Regions from separate parts of the Athene noctua genome. Here all the other regions are linked to region 1. Evidence: chromatin contacts called from public Hi-C data. All regions are on one chromosome and are shown on one strand. The core of a region is the stretch at or near the end of the contact, and the rest is flanking DNA. Distances in the headings are between cores, read along the strand shown.

Region 1 (3,892 bases), core at 185-2,684:
CTATTCAATAAAGAGAACACTTCTCTCTTGCTCTAAACCCATCAAAAAAAGAGACCACGTGCAAGGGAGCAAGGTCTGCATGGGTCGAGATACTTCAAGCACCTCTGAAAAAACCAGGCTGGCTCCAAGTGGCCTTTCGCCCAAGACTTTCACACACCCCCAGCCTAAATCTTTGTGATCTTTGAAGTTTCTTCCAACATTTCTCTTCTAACTCCTCTCCTTGATTTCCCCCTCTTCCCGTTACCCTGAGTAATCAGCCTGCCTTCCTCCTCCCACTGCACTTCTTGCTCGTACCCAGCCAAACTCCTTCCCACCTCTGGGCAAGTCTCTCTAGAAATTTCACTTCCAGGGACTCCAAAAAGCCAGCCAGAAAGCGAGTTTTGGAGCTGGGCCCTGCAAGCTGCAAATGCACTTTACAGAGGCCCTCTGGGATGGAAACATCTTTGTGTATGTGTCTGTGTGTCACACTTAGAGCTGAGCTCTTGGCCAAGAGCGCAACTGCACAGCTGAGCGTTAGCTGAACACCAGGGAAAACAACATTCCTGGAGGGATGCCACCCGCTTCAGAGTATTAGCTCTGTGAAAAGGGATACGGGTGCACCCTGAAACGCTGTCCCTGCTTTTGGTCCCTCTGAAACACTCAAAGGGACTTTCAGCAGCACTGGGAAACCCTCACAGGATCCACGCTAGGAGACCGCCCAGTTCTGCAGCACACCGCCCCGTCCTGTGCTTCCCCCTACCCAGCACCACGGACAATAAAAGGGCAGAAGACGTCTCCTCGGTACGTGTGAGGCACTTCAGATCCGATCAAGGTGGGGGGTAAACCAGCTCGTTTTGGCCAAGAGCCTACAATCAGCACCTGTGCCTGGGCTGAAGAGAAAAATAACAAAAAAAGGAGGGTTTTTTCCCCCCCCCAACGGATTATGACGTCAGAGTGCAAAACCGTCACTTTTTCCTTTGTTTGTGCTTTTTTCCCTCCCTTTCAAGCCCCCGCCGGCACCAGAAGGCAGCAGGCACGACGAAGGGCTCGGCCGCCAACACCACCAGCGGTGGCGGCGCGGCTGCCTGGCCCGGCCCCCGGCGGGCACAGCTAGAAGGCCGAGCCCCGCTCCTTCCCCCCTGGGCTGTGCCTACACATCTGCGGTACCTACACATACCCGCACACGGGGCAGCGAAGCCCCCGCCGCTGGGCAAGGCGACGGGCGGGGGGGGGGCTCCGCGCATGCGCCTGCGCTGCCCCCGCCGCTGCCCCGCTGAGGGGGCGGCGCTGCCGAGGGGAGGCCGCGGGGAAGGGGCAGAGGAGAGGGAAAGGGACGTGGCGGCCCGCGCTGCCCGCTCGCACTCACCGGGGCTAGGCGCCCGCCGCCGGCTCTGGCCCTGCCGCCCGCCAGCCCCTCCGCCCGGCCGCCCCCGTCGCCTCCCGCCGACTTCCGCCCACCTGACGGTGACGCACTTCCGGCCGTACGGCAACCCAGCGGGGCCACGCGCGGCAGCGGAGCGGCCGGCCGGCAGGTGGCGCCAGCGGCGCGCGGCGCGCAGCGGCCCCACGTGATGCGGGAGCGGGGGTCATGTGATACCGGGGGAGGCGTCACGTGGCTGCCCAGAGCGGGGCCGCCATGTCGGTGCGCGGCCATGGAGGATGGTGGCTTTGGGGGTTCTTCGGCTGCTCGACACCGCCCCTCCGGGAACCGCCCCGAGCCGCGGTGGCTGCGAGCCCCGGCGGGGTGGCCTGGGGAGGGCCATGAGGCTCACGGCAGCGCCGGGGATCTGGGCCGCGGTCTGCAGGGGCCGGTCCCCCGGTGCCGCTTGCTGCAGTAAATTCATTCTCAAAAGAACCCCAAAGACTTAATTTGAAGTTTTAGAAGGCGGGCGTGCTTTATTGCAGCGCTGGATGCACGGGGGATCACTCCACCTAACGGGCATGTCAAAAGACAAATGCACTTATTATATACAATTTAAAAAAAAAAAAAAAGAATATTCATGTAATTTCCACACCTATTTCCAGAGGATCTAATGTATAGATATATTGCATAATATATCTATATTTCATGGGATATCAATACATTGCACGAGTGTACTAAAATTTGAGAACAGGTTTCCGAGGGGCTTCCATGGGGGTTTCAGGCAGTCTGTGGTGGTCCTTAGAGGCTGGTGAAGAGGCGTCTTACTGTCTGCGAACTCTGAGTCATTTTTCATATAAGGCCTCGCCTTGGCTTATTGCTGTCTGTAAAGTTTCTTAGTTTTCTTGTCTTTGACTCCCACAGGTGTCTGTTGGTTTCTCTGCCCTCCCTGGGCTGTACCCATCAGAGTTGCAAAAATTTCGCTAAGGGCAAATGCCAGGGGCTGCCCTTGGGCCACAACAACCCCCAGCAGGGTTACAGGCCTGGGGAGGAGTGGCTGGAGAGCTGCCAGTCAGAGAGGGACCTGGGGGGATTGATAGTGAGCCAGCAGTGTGCCCAGGGGGCCAAGGAGGGCAATGGCATCCTGGCTTGTGTCAGCACTGGCGTGGCCAGCAGGGACAGGGAAGGGATCTGAGCCCTGGGCTCGGCACTGGGGAGGCCGCCCCTCGGTGAGTGGGTTCAGTTTTGGGCCCCTCACCCCAAAAAGGCCATTGAATGACTCGAGCGTGGCCAGAGAAGGGCAACGGAGCTGGGGCAGGGTCTGGAGCACAGGTCTGCTGGGGAGCGGCTGGGGGAACTGGGGGGGTTCAGTCTGGAGAAGAGGAGGCTGAGGGGAGACCTCCTGGCCCTCTGCAACTCCCTGCCAGGAGGGGGCAGAGAGGGGGGATGAGTCTCTGGAGCCAAGGAGCCAGCGCCAGGCCCCGAGGGAATGGCCTCAAGCTGCCCAGGGCAGGGTCAGGCTGGCTCTGAGGAAGGATTTCTGTGCAGAAGGGGCTGTTGGGCGTTGGAATGGGCTGCCCAGGGCAGGGGGGAGTCCCCGGGATCCCTGGAGGGGTTGAAGAGTCGGGCTGAGCCAGCGCTGAGGGATCTGGGGGAGTTGGGAACGGTCAGTGCTAGGTTAACAGTTGGACTGGACGATCTTCAAGGTCTTTTCCAACCTAGCTGATTTTGTGATTATGTGAATTATGTCCTCGAGCACATTCTTGCCCCAATTACAACAATTAGCACCAACTGCTTGCAGGCATCAGCTAGCAGACAGCAGCAGCCTGAGTGGGTGAACTGGTGCTGTCTCCCTGCTGGGAGTGCTGGGGTGGGTGTCACTTGCAAGGGGTAGCTGCTGACTGTGGGCAGTGGGACAGGGTCCAGCCCTGGGGTGTGGGGGGCGATGAGAGGCTGCTGGGAGGCTGCTCCACTCCTGTGTGGATTGGGGTTGTGAATGGGGTGCGGTGGAGGTGCCTGTCACTGCAGCCTTACTGACAGAACCCAAGTGGTTGAGGTGGGAGGGGGCTTCTGGAAGTCATCTGGTCCAATCCCCTGCTCCAGCAGCGCTACCCAGAGCCAGCTGGCCAGGGCTGGGTCCAGACAGCTTTTGAGTATTTCAGATATTCATGGCTCTGCTGTGCCCAGACATCTGTCTCCTGTTCACTGCAGTCTTTAAGCACTGGCAATCAGTAATTATATGAGGCCTTGAGCATGGAAGTGCATTAAGCTGGGCTTGGCACATAGACTTAGTTGGTACTTGCATCCCTTCCTGATCTTTCTACTAGGTGGATTTCCTTTTCACTTTCTTCACATCAGCCTTTTATCCTGTGGCAAGTGAGGAAATCACATCTTTAGGAGACCAGATGGGGTTGGAGGAGAGCCACAGTGGTTGTGATGAACTGTAATAAAAGCCTTGCATTGCTGGTGGTACCTTGGACCTTAAACCTGGTCTGAGGGAAATCATGGAATCCCTGACACGCTTGCTTTGCCCTGGGATGTATCAGCTTTGTC
Region 2 (4,171 bases), core at 291-2,790, 140 kb after region 1:
ACTAGTGTTGTTATAATGACAAAGAATCATAGAATGGTTTAGGTTGGAAGGGAACTCAAAGATCATCTATTTCTGATCCCCCTGCCCCAGGCAGGGCCACCTTCCACCAGCCCAGGTTGCCCAAAGCCCCGTCCAACCTGGCCTTGAACCCTTCCAGGGAGGGGGCAGCCACAGCTTCTCTGGGCAGCCTGTGCCAGGGCCTCACCACCCTCACAAGGAACAATTTCTGCCTTACATCTAATGTAAATCTACCTTCTTTCATTTGAAAACCACTACCCCCTCGTCCTATCCCTACACCCCCTGATGACGAGTCCCTCCCCCCTTTCCCGCAGCCCCTTTCAGCCCTGGGGGGCCGCTCTAAGGTCTCCCCGGAGCCTTCTCTTCTCCAGCTGAACCCCCCAACTCTCTCAGCCACTCAGCTTCAGTATTTGTCCTGGATAAATATCTGAATTTGAGACATCACAGAAAAACAAACTCCCTTCTTTCATTCTGAAAACACAACAAGGTTGATAAGTTCAGAGCTGCATCTGACTTCTTCCCGTAAAATTCAACTCGTACCCACACAAGGTCGCTTCCACCAGTTTCCCACTGCCACAGTGGACTGGACAGTGTTAGGTTTACAGCTGGACTCGAAGATCTTAAAGATGTTTTCTAACCTAAATGGCGATGTGATTCTAACTGCTGGCCAGCAATAAAACACTCGCCGTTTGAGGGAGAACTGAAGTGCTGTATCATCTACCCGTTCCCAGAATGGGACTACGCAACGCCGCACCAAAACCTGGCGTGGCTAGCAAGCCCTCGCAGCGTCGGGCGAGGTGGAAAACCAGCAGAAGTGGGCGATTTCTGTGAAATGTAGGCAAAGCAAGCTGTCAGAGGCAGGTGACAGGCCGGCCTGCCTTTCAGCTCTGATGTCTGACACGAACGTTAACCGGCCGTTGCCCAAGGCCTGCCGGGGAGGAGGAGAGGTGAAGACCCGCCTGTCAGCCGGGCTGGGCTGTCACCTCACCCGGTGGATTTCACTCCCCGTTTGCAGGAAAAGCCCTCAGGGCCACCCTCCCTGCGCCCGCCCAGCCCGGGAGCGGGAACCTCGCCAACCTTTCAACCCCACAGCAAACCCGCTGCCCCTCACCCTGGGGCCGCCTCAGGCCGGGAACCGTGCCCGGGCCCCGGCCAGCAGCAGCACTCTCCGCCACCACCCGGGGCTCCCACCCCGGGGCCTGAAGGACGACCCCGACGGGTGGAGGGAAGGGCGGGGCGCCAGGGATCCTGACGGAACCACCGGGCCCCCCCCACCATGGCGGCTCCCCCTCAGGGGAAGGCCTGAGGCGAGCCCCCCCCACCCCGCGGTTTCCATTGAGAGCAGGGGCGGGCCCGGGAAGAAGGCCCAGCGGGGCCGTGACCCACCTGCCCTCGCCTGGCCACGGAGGCGGGTGGCGAAGAAGAGGAGGACGGCGAGGAGCGCGGCGGCGGCGGCGAGCAGCACCGCGTCCATCCTCCGCCCCTCCCGCAGCGCCGGCTCGGCCCCGCCCCCCGGCCGCAGCAGGGGCGGTGCTTGCCGCGCCCCGCCCCTCGCCGCCGCAAGGACCCCGAGCGCGGGCTGTCCATATGCTGCCTGCAGCGGGGCGGCGCTGAGGCGGGAGCGGGGCGGCCGGGCCGGCGTGGCGGAGGGCAGCCCGGGGGGCGGAGGGGGCCCTGAGGGAGCGCCGGCCCAGGAGGCGGGCGGGGAGGTGCAGGGCCCGGCCCGGCCCGTGTGCGCCCGGAAGGGAAATTAAACGAGGAATTAAAAACTGTGAAGCAAAACCGCCCGTCAGCGCAGCGCCGGTGGGTCTGGCCGTGGGGCGCGGCTGCTGGGGGCGGCCGGTGAGGCGTTTCCCTCAGCACTCGGGCGGGCCGCGCTGTGCGCGCCCGCTGCCAGGGCGGCCCTGGCCGGGAAGGTGGAGTTACACCTATGAGTAGTTCCTGAGTTCTGCCTTGAAGTCAGCGGTGTGTGGGCATGCAGTCGCGCCGAAGCTGCCTGGCTCGGGCAGCTGAACAACGGCGTCCTGAGCCACAGCAAGTTTGCCCCTGACAAAATCGGAGAGGCTGACTCTGCACTGGCCCAAAACTAGCTGCACGCGTAGTACGCTGGCTTAATTCGGTAAAAATGTAGGAAACGAAGCTGCTCAGAGGAAGCAGATTTGTTTAAAGAATCAGGTTTGCGCTGATCTGTGCAGAGCCGGTACGAGGTGGATGAGCTTTGGCTGCAGGTTGCTCGTTGCGTTAGGCTGAACTCATGCTGGGGTCCAGCCAAATGGAGGATCGGACTCCTGTTGATTCCCTTTTACTGGTAGCAATACTCCATGACTGTGTAATGGGCCACAGCAGGAAACTATTTAATTTTTTTCTTCTTTTTTTTTTTTTTCTGCATTTGGTTATGAGCCAGATCATAACATATATCAGCACAAAAAGATGCTGCAGGAACTTGTGGCTGGGGGTGGAGGACAAACTTCCCTCCCCTTTGGATGGTGGCCCACTGTTAGATCTGAAACCATTTGTCAGGCTCTGCCCTAGTCCTTCTGTGAGCGAGGACGAAAATATTTTATTTTTTACATGTTTTGACTTCATTGTGGTTGTGAAGTTCTGACTGATCTAGCCCTTTCTTGCTTCAGAGATCCCTTTAGTGTGATCTTTTAAAACCACTGCTTGTTGTTAGGGGAAATGTTTTCATAAATTGAAATGGAAGTTAAGGACTACTGGAGATCTAGATGTGATCAAAGGAACTGTTTCAGCTAATCAGTCATTACTGTGGACTGCACAGCTGCCTGTGCATATACCGTCATGAGCTCAAGACAAATTCAGATCAGTCTGCCACAGAAAAAAACAACTTCTACTAAGAAATTTGTTAAGTCTTAACAATGTAGAACCAGCGACAGAGTGGAAAGTTCTCAAAAAGGAAGTGAACTACAGACTGGATGTCTTATTACAAAGTTTTAGTTTAATAATCATCTTTCAAATCTCATTTTGGAAATCAGTGGCGATGCCCCTTTGTTCGTGCTCTGCTCAAACTGTATTGTCTGTGGTCTGTTTCTGTCTTACCAGGTTAGTCTGACAGTCACTGGGTGATCAGAAGGGACATGTCCTCTAGTAACTTTTGAGGTGTAAGGGAAATTGCACCTATCCACAGTTAGATAAATTATGAACTGAAGCTTTCCTGGTGATTAGCTTGAGGGTGCGCTTCAGAAATGGTTATTTTATATCACATCTAGTGGTTCAGGGTTGCTTGTAAAAATAAAAACTGAATGAAAAATGCATGGGTTTTTCTTTCATGTCTTTGCCTGCAAATTTGAAAAGTGGTGACTCTTTAATGAGAGTTTAAACCAAAGATTTAGTTATTTTATCTGTAGGATATTTCACTTTCTTAATGTCCATTCTAATTAGAGAACATGCCTAAGACATTCCTAAGAGATATTACGTGCTCTAATGTTTGAATATTCTTCGGCAGCCCTGTATCCAATCCTGTAACACTGCTGAGAGCAGCGATGAACAGGCACAGGCCAGGTGTGAGATGCCAGCGTGCGCTCTCCCCTACGCTGAGTTCGTGGCTGAAGGAGCAGGAAGCCGTGGGGAGTTCTCACAGACCTGTCTGTGTTTAGTAATAGTCTCAGTTTAACTCACTCCAAGGCACTCTGGGTGCACAAGCAGCTGTGTCCTGGAGCCACACACAGCTGTATGCCAAGCAAAGCTCAAAAGATACATCCAGAAAGAAGCATTATTACAGTTTGGTGTTGGGTTTTTGTTTGTTTGTTTGTTTGTTTGTTTTTTTAAATTTTGCTTAACTCTGTTGTCATTTGTGCATTGCTTGGTAGCAGCAGCTACAGCAGATGTGGAGGGAGATGATGGCTCCCAGATCCCGTTTTCTCATCATCCAGCTAATGATCTGCAGCCAGCTCTTACTTTTTTGAGCAATAGGTATTTTATTTGCTTTCATGGTCCTTACAGGCTTTAATAAGGAGATAATATTAATGATGTCATGTCATCCGCTCCTCTTTGGGCTGCAGAGGTAGCAGCTGAGGTTTTCCTGTAGGTGTCACCATTATGCCGCGTAGGAACAGAGTTTAAACTACAGACAACCGCAGCTCATCGGATACTCAGTCCAGCTTGGATACAACACCGGGGTCTTCTTCAGAAGCAT
Region 3 (4,000 bases), core at 1,101-3,600, 180 kb before region 1:
CCACCCCCCTGCCCCGGGCAGGGCCACCTTCCACCAGCCCAGGTTGCCCCAAGCCCCGTCCAACCTGGCCTTGAACCCTTCCAGGGAGGGGGCAGCCACAGCTTCTCTGGGCAGCCTGTGCCAGGGCCTCACCCCCCTCACAGGGAACAATTTCTGCCTCAGATCTGATCTAAATCTCCCCTCTGTCAGTTTAACCCCGTTCCCCCTCGTCCTATCCCTCCCCCTGATGACGAGTCCCCCCCCCTTTCCCGCAGCCCCTTTCAGCCCTGGGGGGCTGCTCTAAGGTCTCCCCGGAGCCTTCTCTCCTCCAGCTGAACCCCCCAACTCTCCCAGCCTGTCCTCACAGGGGGGCTCCAGCCCCCCCAGCATCTCCGTGGCCTCCTCTGGCCCCGCTCCAGCAGGTCCGTGTCCTTCTGCTGTTGGTGCCCCAGAGCTGGACCCAGCCCTGCAGGGGGGTCTCCCAGAGTGGAGCAGAGGGGGAGAATCCCCCCCTTGCCCTGTGCCCACACTGCTCGGGGTGCAGCCAGCACACCGTTGGCTTTCTGGGCTGAGAGCACACGTTGCTGGCTCACAGTTTTCCATCCACTAATTCCCCCACATCCTTCTCCTTGGGGCTGCTCTCAATCCACTCCTCGCCCAGCCTGGATTTGTGCTTGGGATTGCCCCAACCCATGTACAGGACCTTGCCCTTGGCCTCGCTGAACTCCACAAGGTTTGCATGTCCCACCTCCCCAGCCTGTCCAGGCCCCTCTGGCCAGCACCGCATCCCTCCAGGGAAGGGATCTTCCCGTCTCCCCTCCAGCTGTGAAACCCAGCCCAGGACCAACCCAAGCACCTTCAAACAAGGACCCTGCCCACCCCCAGGCACATCACCAGGGTGAGGGACATCCCTGGGGCCATCAGTCACCCCCAGGCCCCCAGAAGCCGGGACAGAGAGAGCAGCAGTCACCAAGAGACACTGTCTGGGTCCCCAGTCACCACTGGACCCCCATGGCAGCACCACCTGGGGACAAGGAGGCTACATACGGGCTTGCAAGGTGTCATATACGTGCTGCAGCTCGTCGGCCAGGTGCCCGGCGTTGTTCTGGCGCAGCGCGTTGATCAGATCCGGCACCCAGCCCTGCCGGCACTTCAGGTGCTGGTAAAACCTATAGGCAGTTGCCTGGCTCCCCCGTGTTTCCTCCCGGGTGTGAAGTTCATCCTAAATAAAACACACAAGGCATCTAAGAGAGGGTCTGGCTTAGAGGTAAGGCAGCTGTACGTTGCCTGAGCTGTATATATTGCGGAAGGAGCCTGGTAGGAGTCAGGAAAGCAGGGAATTTACTCTGTCGGCGTCGGTCAGGCAGGTCAGGGAATCAGCCAGCGACGACACACGGATGTTCTTGAAATTCTTTAGGTTTTTCATAATGTATTCATACACTTTCTCTTCGGCCAAACCCATCTTGGCTCAGCACCTGCCGAGAGAGAGAGAGACAAAATGTGAGCAGAGGGCTGCTGGTGACACTCGGCTTTTCTACAGGAGCTTGGCCTTTCCTGTAGGAGCTTGGCTTTTCTATAGGAGGTTGGCTATAGAAACTTGGGCTTTTCTTTAGGAACTTGGCTATAGAAGCTTGGGGTTTTCTACAGGAGCTTGTCTCTTCTATAGGAGCTTGGCTCTACTATAGGAGCTTGGGCTTTTCTACAGGACCTTGAGCTCTTCTACAGGAGCTTGGGCTTTTCTACAGGACCTTGGGCTCTACTACAGGAGCCTGGCCCTCCAGCACAGACTCTCGGCCTTGCTGTGGAGGTGATCGACGCACGGGGAAATCCAGGGTGGAAACCACGTGAAATAACCCAGGTTTAAAGTTCAGCTCTGGACTCTGCTTTCACAAATCCAATTTCCCCCTGCAATGCCCAGCCGTATTTACTGATTTTTTATGGTTTTGGTTTGTTGGGTTTTTTTTTTGTTGCGGGGCTGACCCCGCCTGCAGGGTTTTTCTGCAGGTTCCGTAACATGGCGAAGTGCGGGGTCACGCCAGGCGAAGGGGGACCAAGGCTGTGTCCTACTTTAGGCCCAGGGCGACGCGGCTTCTCGCCGACGGAAGGAATATAAAATCCCCTTTTCCCGGGGGCACGGCGGGCCGGGAGGGGAGGCCTGCTCGCCCGGCCGGGCCCCCTGTCCCGCAGCACGGCCTAGCCCGCTCCCGGGGAGACTCTGCGTGTGCCAACGGACTAACCCCCGCTCAGGGCTCAGCCCGGGGATGGGCCCCGCCGCGGACCCGGCCCGGCCCGTCCGCCGCCGCACCCCCCTACCTGCGCCCGCCGCCACCGCCGCGCGCTCCCGGGAACGCTCCGCGCCCGCCCACCCCGCGCCTCGCCGCTTCCGATTGGCCGCCACGCACGCCCGTCGCGGTGACAGACAGGCGCTGTGAGGTACGGTGTTGTCGATGGGGAAGTGCCCGCCCCCTCCACCGCCCCCCCCCCCGGTCCCTCCTCCGGGGGCCGGCCCGGCTCGGCGGGGCTTGATCGCGGCCCTCACCCCGCGGCGGCGGGCCGGGGGGAACCGGGCGGAGGGAGCCGGCTCCCCCCCCCCGCGCCGGCAGGTGGCAGCACCGTAACGGGGACGGCCGGCGGGCACCTGGCGGAGGGATCCCTCCGCGGCCGCGGCGCCCCGCCCCTCGCCCCGCCCCGGGCCTGTCAGCGGAGCGCGCCCTGCACGGAGCCGCACCATGGCGGCGGCGGCAGGAGCGGGCGGGCGGCTGCGGGGGCGCCGCTGAGGGCCGGCAGCCCGGCGGCGGGGCGCTGAGGGGCGGCGGGGCCTTTCCCCCTCCCCCCTTTCCCCTCCCCTTCTTTTCCCCCCCACCCCCCTTCCCCCCCGCCCCGACCCCCGCGCCCTCCCCCGGCGCGGCGTCCATGGTCGCGGCCGGCCGCCGCGGCGTCGTACCGGAGCCCTTGGGCGGCGGCGAGAGCCAGCGAGGGAGAAGGAGCGGGACCGGCCCGGCGCCGCCCGCCGCGCCGCAGGTGAGTGACCGACCCGGGGCGGGGGGGAACGAACCGGGCCCGGGGTTGTTATGGCGACGCGGGGGGCGCCAGGCGGGGCCTCTCCGGGCGGCACCCACGCGTGTCCGCGGCCTCTGCGTGGGGCCCGGCTCGGGCTGCCGTGAGCTCCTGCCCGGCTCCCCGCCCTCCCCTGCCCTCCCGCCGCGAGTTTTATTATGCTTTTATAATAATAATAAAAAGCGAATCGTGGATCGCACACGCGAACTTCTGCACGTGGGTCTGCAGCGGCCTCCTCCCTCTCTCCTCGCACCCGGGGGCTCCGGGCTCCCACCCGGGCACCCTCTGACACCCAGCAGACGGGACACGTCCTGCGTGGACCCCGCGCTCGCCTCTCCCTGCCGCAGGATCGCCGGGGGACACCGATACGCAGGACACCGGCCCCTCCGTGGGCAAACAACCGTGCTCGGTCTCACCCCCGGCCTCCTCAGCGGGGACACGAGGGGGTTTTTTGTGAGGGGTATACCAGCCTCGTCGGCTCGTAACCTGCCTCCCGCCCCGCACCGTGTCCCTCGGGGAGATGCTCCGAAGCGGAGCCTCGGAGGGGACCCCAAGGTTGTGTCCCCTCGTCACTGGTGTCTCCGCGCATCCCCAGCGGGCTGCCACGCTCCGGGCTCTCCCACGCTCGGGTAGATGCATCCTCCCTCCTTGGCCAACGCTTATTTCTGATCTTGGATGTCATCAAGGGTGGAAAATGTGACAGGAAGGAAGGGAGGCTTTTTTTCCTTTTGCTAAATATGGACTGACATTAAAATCCAAATACTGTCGTGAAAGGAATCCCAGCCCCTGTTTGTTGGAGGAGGGAAAAACGATGTTTTCTGGCTTTTCGACTGTGAGGTTCCAGCTGGGAAGTTTCGCAAGGAGCGCTGGGGTCCTTGCCGAGAGCCTCAGGAATTTACTTTGCTCGTTTGCAGGACGCTCTCCACAGCGTATTACGCTGAAAAACTTCGTCATCCCTTCCCTG

What was found. Hi-C and Micro-C count contacts between places; a contact is called where the count stands out from the background.
Region 2: a Hi-C map of liver shows a contact between it and region 1, with 6 times the contacts expected there. The contact joins the promoter of DDRGK1 here to the promoter of FASTKD5 in region 1. A contact is called at or near these places in 2 of 2 Hi-C or Micro-C datasets (heart and liver).
Region 3: a contact with region 1 is called in a Hi-C map of heart, with 4 times the contacts expected there. The contact joins the promoter of MAVS here to the promoter of FASTKD5 in region 1. A contact is called at or near these places in 2 of 2 Hi-C or Micro-C datasets (heart and liver).

What each region holds. Positions count from the first base shown.
Region 1 is chr4:3,390,435-3,394,326 of bAthNoc1.hap1.1, reverse strand. FASTKD5 (FAST kinase domains 5) reads right to left here and starts at 1,434. Exons shown (of 2, transcript XM_074904271.1): 1 at 1,346-1,434. It overlaps UBOX5 (U-box domain containing 5), which reads right to left and starts at 1,432. Exons shown (of 5, transcript XM_074904272.1): 1 at 1,346-1,432.
Region 2 is chr4:3,253,188-3,257,358 of bAthNoc1.hap1.1, reverse strand. DDRGK1 (DDRGK domain containing 1) reads right to left here and starts at 1,540. Exons shown (of 9, transcript XM_074904266.1): 1 at 1,405-1,540. The coding sequence starts at 1,492.
Region 3 is chr4:3,566,910-3,570,909 of bAthNoc1.hap1.1, reverse strand. It overlaps MAVS (mitochondrial antiviral signaling protein), which reads right to left and starts at 2,350. Exons shown (of 7, transcript XM_074904278.1): 1 at 2,293-2,350; 2 at 1,325-1,454; 3 at 1,027-1,201. The coding sequence starts at 1,441. It overlaps PTPRA (protein tyrosine phosphatase receptor type A), which reads left to right and starts at 2,660. Exons shown (of 25, transcript XM_074904276.1): 1 at 2,660-3,000.